Linked DNA regions of Ovis aries: region 1 is linked to region 2. Evidence: chromatin contacts called from public Hi-C data. All regions are on one chromosome and are shown on one strand. The core of a region is the stretch at or near the end of the contact, and the rest is flanking DNA. Distances in the headings are between cores, read along the strand shown.

The links. A called contact is a pair of places that touch in the nucleus more often than the background predicts.
Region 1: a Hi-C map of hypothalamus shows a contact between it and region 2, with 6 times the contacts expected there. The contact joins the enhancer-like site here to the promoter of SNX20 in region 2. A contact is called at or near these places in 14 of 16 Hi-C or Micro-C datasets (blood, hypothalamus, liver and 7 more).

The regions. Positions count from the first base shown.
Region 1 is chr14:18,731,155-18,735,518 of ARS-UI_Ramb_v3.0, forward strand. No RefSeq gene overlaps it. Among named protein-coding and RNA genes, the nearest start is that of CYLD, 73 kb to the left of the region's middle. Within about 2 kb of position 2,662, at least 11 of the 54 cell types and tissues checked have an H3K27ac peak or open chromatin away from gene starts, as enhancers often do. A contact at or near this core is called in hypothalamus, where this site is marked.
Region 2 is chr14:18,598,905-18,603,267 of ARS-UI_Ramb_v3.0, forward strand. SNX20 (sorting nexin 20) reads right to left here and starts at 2,763. Exons shown (of 4, transcript XM_015100433.3): 1 at 2,652-2,763.

The DNA.
Region 1 (4,364 bases), core at 1,412-3,911, 130 kb after region 2:
ATCCAACCAGTCCATCCTAAAGGAGACCAACCCTGGGTGTTCACTGGAAGCACTGATGCTTAATCTGGAACTCCAGTACTTTGGTCACCTGATAAAAAGAACTGACTCATTTGAAAAGACCCTGATGCTGGTAGGGATTGAAGGTGGGAGGAGAAGGGGACAACAGAGGATGAGATGGTTCGATGACATCACCAACTCAATGGACATGAGTTTGAGTAAACTCCAGGAGTTGGTGATGGACAGGGAGGCCTGGTGTGCTGCAGTCCATAGGGTGGCAAAGAGTCAGACACGACTGAGCGGCTGAAGTGAACTGAACTTTACAATGTGCGGGAGTTTCTGCCATACACTCACATGAAGCAGCCATAGGTATACATATGCCATTTCCCCTTTAAACCTCCTTCCCACCTCCCTCCCCATCCCATCCCTCTAGGTTGTCACAGAGAACACCTCTGGGTTCCCTGCATCAAACAGCAAATTCCCACTGGCCATCTATTTTACATATGGTAATGTATACGCTCAACACTACTCCCTCAAGCTATCTCACCCTCTCCCTCCCTCACCTGTTCTTTGTCTGTGCCTCCTTGCTGCCCCGCAAATAGAATTATCAGTACTTTCTTTCTAGATTCCATGTATATGTATTAATATACAGTATTTGCTTTCTCTTTCTGACTTACTTCAGTCTGTATAATAGGCTCTAGGTTCATCCAGCAGAACTGATTCAAATGTGTTCTTTTTTATAGTTGAGTAATGGAATCTCTGTATTTTAAACAAGTGTGTGTTTTATTCTTTCTGGCCTCTGCGAAATGTAGACTGTTTTGCTGAGATCTACTTCCAAGCTACGCCCTGTATGTTACCCCTGGGGGGTGGGATAGGCAGCCGCAGGAAAGACTTAAGTCCTGTTTCAGGTTCCTGTGCAAGAGGTCACGTCCCCAGAGAGGCCTTCTCAGACCACACTGGCCTCTGGTGTGCTGGTAAGTGTTTAACAGCCAGCTCTCCAGGGAGAAAGCAAGCCTGGATCTGTAGTGTTTGCCAATTTTGAGGTGTAAATACTCTCAGTGTGGCTGACTGCAAGCTGCCAGTGACATCCCTGAAGGTGGTGCTTAGAAGAGATGCAGCTGGGATTAGCACACAAGTACATAGCGCTTCCACCGTGCAGACAGAAACAGCTGAGCGCAGACCTCAGTTCATACCGCTGAGTATGGCGGGGGCGACCAAACCCAGCTCCTTGCCTGTACTTTTTCCTGGCTGTGCTAGGTCTCTGTGGCTGCTCGGGCTGTTCTCTAGTTGCTGCAAGTGGAGGCTGCTCCCTAGCTGCGGTGTGCTGGCTTCTCAATGCTGTGGCTTCTCTTGTTGCGGAGCAGGGTCTCTAGGGTACTCGGACGTCAGCAGTTGCAGCATGTGGACTCAGTTGTGGCTTCCGGGCTCTGGAGAACAGGCTCAATAGCTGTGGCTCAGGTGGTTAGCTGCAGGTGGGATCTTCCTGGATGAAGGATCAGACCCATGTCTCCTGCATTGGCAGGCAGACTCTCACTGCTGAGCCACCAGGGAAGTTCCCATCGCTTGTTTCTGATAACATTTTATTTCAAGACAGTCATGCCCATTCATATGACATACTTCTGGCTGTGTTCATGCGCCAGTGGCAGAGTTCAGTAGTTATGATAGGCCCTGTATGCCTCGTAGAGTCTGAAATATTTACTATCTGGTCCTTTAGGGAAGAAGTGTATGTATCAATAGATAACTGTTACATGTAAAATAATTAGGAAGGAATGAGTTTTAAATAAGACTTAATGGTAACTTTAAAATATAACTTAATTGTAAGTTTATATAATTTAACACTAATAATGGGTGTTTTAGGAGAGGGTGATATGTATGCGGAGAGTAACATGGAAACTTACGATACCATATGTAAAACACATAGCCAATGGGAATTTGCTGTATGACTCAGGGAACTCAAACAGGGGCTCTGTATCAACCTAGAGAGGTGGTATGGGGAGGGAAATGGGAGGGAAGTTCAAGAGAGAGGGGATATTTATATTCCTATGGCTGATTCATGTTGATGTTTGACAGGAAATAAAATTCTGTAAATCAACTCTCCTTCAATTAAAAAATAAATTAAAAAAAAAAAGAATTGACTCATGGAATTCCTGAAAATTGAAGGACTGGTTTTGTGGGCCGGTGGGACCCAGGTCCAGCTCAGCACCAACATCCTCTAAAATGCCCCTGCAGGCACTTTTTGCCCCTGAGGCACCTCTCCTGGGACCTAGTGGTTTATCAAGGTCTGTTTTTGCACTAGAAGCAGGGTTTTTCCTTCAGTTCCTTCAGTTCTCTTTCCTTAGCACCTTGAACAGGGCATGGCACGAGTAGGTACTCAGCTATTTGCTCAATGAAAGAAGGAACTTTCTACAGCTTTTTATGTATAGAAGCCATGCCATTCACTATTGTTGATGTGGTCAGAATCAGATCAGTGTCTTCGTCTCTTTTGAGAAAATACAAGAGGTCTCGGCTTCTGGTTCCCCACATAATGCTTCCTCTCAGAAGTGGAGACATCGTGAAACTTCCCTCATAAGGCCTGATGAACTCGAAACTGTATACATTCAGACTGCCTATCACAGCCTGGTACGCGGTAACCCCTCAGTAAACGGCAGCCGCTGGTAGCAGCAGCTGTAGTGATGATTGTCATAATAGAGAACTTGAGAGACAAGTTGCAATCTAACCAACATGTCTCTTCCTCTCTTTGCCCTCCACGATCTTATTTTCATGACATATTCTCCAGTCTCTTTACTGCCTTTTAAGATTTAACTGTTCCTATGCCTCTGGTCCTCCTGGTGCAGCACCGCCATCTTGTGGTCATAGTAGGTTATGTGACCGTCCTAGGTCTTAACTCCCAGCTAACAAGAGTTTGGGTGAACTCCGGGAGTTGGTGATGGACAGGGAGGCCTGGCGTGCTGCAATTCATGGGGTCGCAAAGAGTCGGACACGACTGAGCGACTGAACTGAACTGAACCCCGCAGCCAGCTCCCAGGTTTGGGAAGCAGCAGGTGATTTTTTGTTTAAACAAATGTGTCAGTTAGTCAAGGCTACAAATTACACCCAGGAAGGTCTAAGCTCTCTGTGATGTTTCTTCTTGTGACTGTCCTCTGTCTCGGTCTTTCCTTTACTCTTCTCTCCATCTGTGTTGAGTGTTCAGTCTCCTTTTACAAACGGTATTTAAAATGAGTTAGTGCCATCTGCTGGGGGAACGACGTAAGGTCTGGTGTGAGCGCTTCTCTAGGGGACCTGCCAAGAAAATAGCCTACCAATCAATCCCTAGCTTAATGGGAAGAAAGTAAGTAAATCATAGGGTCCTGATGTCAAGCCCCTAGATTGGTATGTGTTTCTCTTTTTGTTGTTGCTGCTGCTGCGTCGCTTCAGTTGTATCCGACTCTGTGCGACCCCATAGACGGCAGCCCACCAGGCTCCCCCGTCCCTGGAATTCTCTAGGCAAGAACACTGGAGTGGGTTGCCATTTCCTTCTCCAGTGCATGAAAGTGAAAAGTGAAAGGGAAATTGCTCGGTCATGTCCGATTCTTAGCGACCCCACGGACCACAGCCTACCAGGCTCCTCCGAACAAGGGATTTCCCCCGCAAGAGTACTGGAGTGGGGTGCCATCGGCCTTCTCCGTCTCTGTGTTAGAAACATTCTTCTCTGGGGGTCCGGAGTGCAGAGGAAAGACTCTCAGGGTGAGCTGCACAGCTACTGAACTAACTTTGCGACAGTGGAAGTTGTCAGGGTCTCAGCATGAAAATCAACCAGACTCTCATCGGTGTTTCCCAAGAGTGGTTTGTGGACCACTGCATCGGAGTCATCCGGGGCCTTAAGAATGCAGGTGCAGAGGGCCCGCACAGAACTACAGGATCACGTCTCAGCGGGCAGCCCTGGCAGCGCACTCTGAACACCTCCCCCTCCGCCCCACTGAATGAGTCTTGCACTCGCTTTGCGTGTGTTTGAGAAACGCCACCCTAGATCCTGCCTCTGTGGAAAAGACCTTTTTTCCCCAGCAAAATCCAGAAAGGGTTTGCATTTAGGTGACATCTTGCATAAACTGCTTTTTGTGTGAGCGAGAGGGGGAATTGCTTGCAAAATTGCGGCTCCTTCCTTCACTCCGTTTGTCGTGTGGGTTTAGTGGGCGCAGACCCAAAGGCCTGGACCAACTCGCGGCATGCTGCCGCAAGTCCCATCTCCCCAGCTTGCACCCACCGTCTCCCCAGCTCTGCTTGCCAGGTGGGATAAGACCGGTCCACACTCCCTCACTCAGGTGCAGCCCTGCAGCCTGGACCTGCTGTTCCCCAGCGGGGTCACTTCACAGAAAGCCCAGGGCTGTGTT
Region 2 (4,363 bases), core at 1,513-4,012:
GACGGTAAAGAATCTGCCTGTCATGCAGGGGACCCAGGTTCGATCCCTGGGAAGATCCCCGGGAGAAGGAGATGACTACCTACTCCAATATTCTAGCCTGGAGAATCCCATGGACAGAGGAGCCTGGTGGGCTACAGTCTATAGGGTCGCAAAGAGTCGGACACGGCTGAGCGACTAACGCAACACAAGATAATCTTGTCATGACTTCAGTAACAGATGAGGAAACTGAGGTTTAGTCTGAGGTCATGTAGTTAGTGAGTGTGCCCAACCAGCAAAGCCTCATGCTCGTGACATGCAGGCGTCAAACCCTGCATTCAGTACGCACTCTCTCACTTCATCTGAATCTGTGTGTGGTGGGAGTTTCTCATCTCCATGATATGACTAAGGAACTGAGACTTAAGAGTTGCCAGGATCGAGAGCTGGTAAATGGTGGGCAGGACACCAATGCAGGTGGGTCTGCCGTCAGAATCCTCTCCCTGGTACTTAGGGGAGGGTGGGCGGTGGGAGTCCTGGGGTTTAGTTTATGTTTACCTATGCTTACCTGGTTTGGGACCCAGGTAAGTGAGCAAGATGAGCTGGTGCCTGGAAGCTATTTAACATTTCTGGGCCTCAGCTACCTATGAAAGGGGCATAATAAGCTTCCTGAGGCTGGTGTGAGGGCTAAGTCGGGCACACCACGCAAAGCTTTAGCTCAGGGCTGTGCAGGTCCCAGGCACCGAATAATGGTCTCTCTTAGTGTCTGACATGTGATAGATGCTCTGGGAAATATTTGAGAAATAAATGACTCTGAATTAATGTGTAAATTGGAATACAATTTAAAATGTTTGAGACAAATTAGAAAAGGGGACAATTGAAACACCGGCTCAGATGGAGTAGCTGGGGTACCACTTAGGCACAGAAATTCCAAACAGAAGGGTGCAGGTGGCCTCATCTCCTTCTTAATATGCTTGGATCCCTTAACACGCTCAATGTCCCTTAACCCTCGGGCGTTCTCCAGGGAGGTCTGTGCTGTTGTCCAGTGGGTAGCTCTCTAGAACCCTCCATCCAGCCTCACCCTAAACAGACAGGAAACTGGAGCACAGAGCAGGGCATGGGTGACCCAGGGCTGCACGTGCTTGAATACCTTATAGTTTTTTCCCCTTAAGGAGTCTTGACCAACTGTGGATCCATAGGCAAGTTATTTAATTCTAAGTCTCAGTTTTCCAATCTGCGAGCTGTGACTACCCACCCTGTCTTGCTGACAAGATGATAGATGGCGAGGAACAGGTTCTCTATATTCTGGTAGGTGCCCAGGCAAGATAGCAGATGATCCACATGCTGTCTTATCTAAGGGACTTTTGGTAGCCAGGACTCTGGGGGGCTCAGTGATTCCTGTGGGCGCTCCTATGCACCTGCCTCAGTTAGCTCATCTGTAAAATGGGTGATGGCGAGGAGAACTGGCCTCAGTGGTCCCTGATCTAGCTCTGCTGTCTTATTCAGGCAGCTGGTGCTAGGTCAGAAACACTGTTTGCCCAGCGACCCCGTGAGACCCCAGGAATGATGGCCTTGGTGGGGCATTCCACAAAAGACCTGGGAAAGCTGAGCATGAACACAGGCTTAGAATAAAAATCAAATTCAGCAGCCAAAGCTAACTCTTGGAGGTTTCCTTTTATGGGATGGGCTGAGACTGGAAAGTGGCAAGGGCTGCATCCACGGAGGCTCTAGTCCTCAGTTTCCCCATCTATGAAGTGGGGAAAGCAGTCCTGTCACTCCAAAAGCTCTTTGGGGGACAGCTGTATATGGGGTTCTGTGGGCCCTTCCCTCCCATCTCCCCACTCCACAGAGCAAAGATGTCTAGACTTTACAATAAAATATGACAAGTGTTGGTGCTCTTGGCTTGGGGGCCTGTAAGTGGCCCAGCGAACAGCAGAGTCCCAGCCCCTCCACCATGCAGCTCCCAGGAGCGATCTCCTTGTTCCTTCCCTCCCAGGCACCCTGAGCATCTCCTCTCCCTCCAAGGACCGCCCTCCAGGCTGGTCTTCTGATGCTGATGGGCACACAGGGCCCCCTTCAGAGCCCACGCTACCTCTCTGAGGGCCTGCAGGGGGCTTTCCGTCAGGGGTGAGAGGCCAGCAGAGCAAAGCACCCTGGTCTGATCCAGGAAGCAGCAGATCCTGGACCTTGGACGAGCATACTCACGAACGTAAGCGTCCATCACAATTGCAGCTTCCTCGGGGGTAGGGATGGGGGTGGAGGTGTCAAACGCTTGTAAAAAAAGCAGACTTCCTGTTCCAAGTCAGAGAGTCCCATCTATAGGTTCTGGGGTGCGCCCTGGATTCTGCATTTTGATCCAGATCCGAGGGCTGTGCTGAGACAAGTGTTCCCTGACACCACTTTTTGAGAAACACAGGTGTGGTGGCATATTCCCCAGGCTCAAGAAGGGGTGCAGAGGCGCCTGGCACTTCAAAAGGAATTGGGGTGATGGAGGGTCAAGGAGCTGCTCCAGTATGCTAAGGGGAGCCCCTCATATCTGAGGGGAGCCCCGTGTATCTGTCACCAGCCCTACCCCCTCCCACCCTGCCCCCCAGAGGTACCGAGGGCTGGTCACAGGAGGAAGTGGCTCAGGGTCACAAGCGGGCAGAGGCCTGCTGAGCTTGGGATCAGACACTGACCTGAGGCCTCTGGTCCTGCGCGTGTCCAGGGGTCCTGGAGACGTGTCACACAGCCCCCTTCAGCTCTCCATTCCAAACTCGGGCTGAGCAGGTCAGTGGCTGCCGCTCTGCTAAGTTCCCCGTATGAAAACAGGAAATAGGCTGTGTGACCCGCTCCCTGTCGCCCCTGCTGATTGGCTGATGAGAGACGGTAGGTAATGAACTCGGCTGATAGACTGAGCTGCCCCTCTGGGCAGGATCTGGGAGGTAGCGGCGGGCCTGCATCTCAGTTCCCACAGCCTTGCAGCAGCTTGGCAGACCCTCAGGGTCCTCGACAACCTCTAGCATTTGGATAAAAGCTCTTTAATGTTCATTATCCTACCCTAGTGGAGAAGGAAATGGCAAGCCACTCCAGTATTCTTGCCTGGACAATCCCATGGACAGAAGAAGCTGGTGGGCTGCAGTCCATGGGGTTGCCTTACAGAGTCAGACACAACTGAAGCGACTTAGCACAGCACGTCCTACCCTAATGAGCTAGGCATGGTGGGGGCCATCCTGCTTCATGGACAGATGAGGCAACTGAGGTTTGGAGCAGAGAGCTGGTGGGATGCGGAGCAGGGCCAGATGAAGGGCGTGGGGGGTTAGATTCAGAGTGCCTGTCTCTAGCAGAAGATGCATCCCACACAGCTGATGCAAAGTACCAGGGAGGCCAAACCTCTGGGCAGTGGTGTGATTTATAGCCACAGTGCTGTGGCCAGAGGGCAGGAGGCTGGGGCCAAACAAAAAAAAGTAAAGGCTTGCCAGCACCTCCCCCACCCTCTAAGTCCAGCACGTGTCTCTTCCTCCCCCTCCCCAGTCCTGATTCTGATGGGGGTAAGCTCCTTGCTTTTCTTTGTAATTTATCACCTACTAACAGATCCCCAGACAATAAAGTTTCATTTTACTCACTTTATTTATGTATTAGCTGTGCTTGGTTTTCACTGCTGCGGGGGCTTCTCATCGCCGTGGTTTCTCTGTTGCACAGCACAGGCTCTAGGGTGCACAGGCTTCAGTAGCTGTGGTTTCCAGGCTCTAGAGCACAGGCTCAGTGGTTGTGGCACACGGGCTTTGTTGCTCTGCAGCATGGCATCCCAGGCCAGGCATCAAACTTGCGTCCCCTGCACTGGCAGGCGGATTCTTTATCACCGAGCCGCTAGAAAAGCTCAGACAACTTTTACTAATTTTTTGAGTTAAAAGCTGAACTACCCATACTGTTTATAAGCTTTGGTTTATACTGTTTATAGGCCTTGCTTCTTTCATTCAGCATTTCTATGGATAAGATTAATCAGTCTGTATGTGTTTAGCTAAAGTTTTTTTTTTTCATTTTCCCTGCTATATTGCTACATTATTTGAATACCTCAGTATTTATCCTTTTTTTTTTTTCTGTAGATGCACATTTGGGTGGTTGCTGGTTTGGGCCATCATGATCAGTGCCACTGGGAATATCCTTGCACATTCATCCAAGGGCAGGTATATCTAAATTGAAGTTACTGGGTCTCAGAGTATAAATGGCTTCAACTGTACTCAGTTATACCAAACCCTTTTCCTGAGTGGTTGTGTCATTCTGCAGCCACACCAGCAGTGTAGGAATGTTCTAGAAGTTTCGCATCCTCATGTACATTTAGTATGGTCAGTTTTTTTTTTTTTCCAGTCATTCCAGTGGGTTTGCAGCGGTATCTCACCATGGTTTTAAG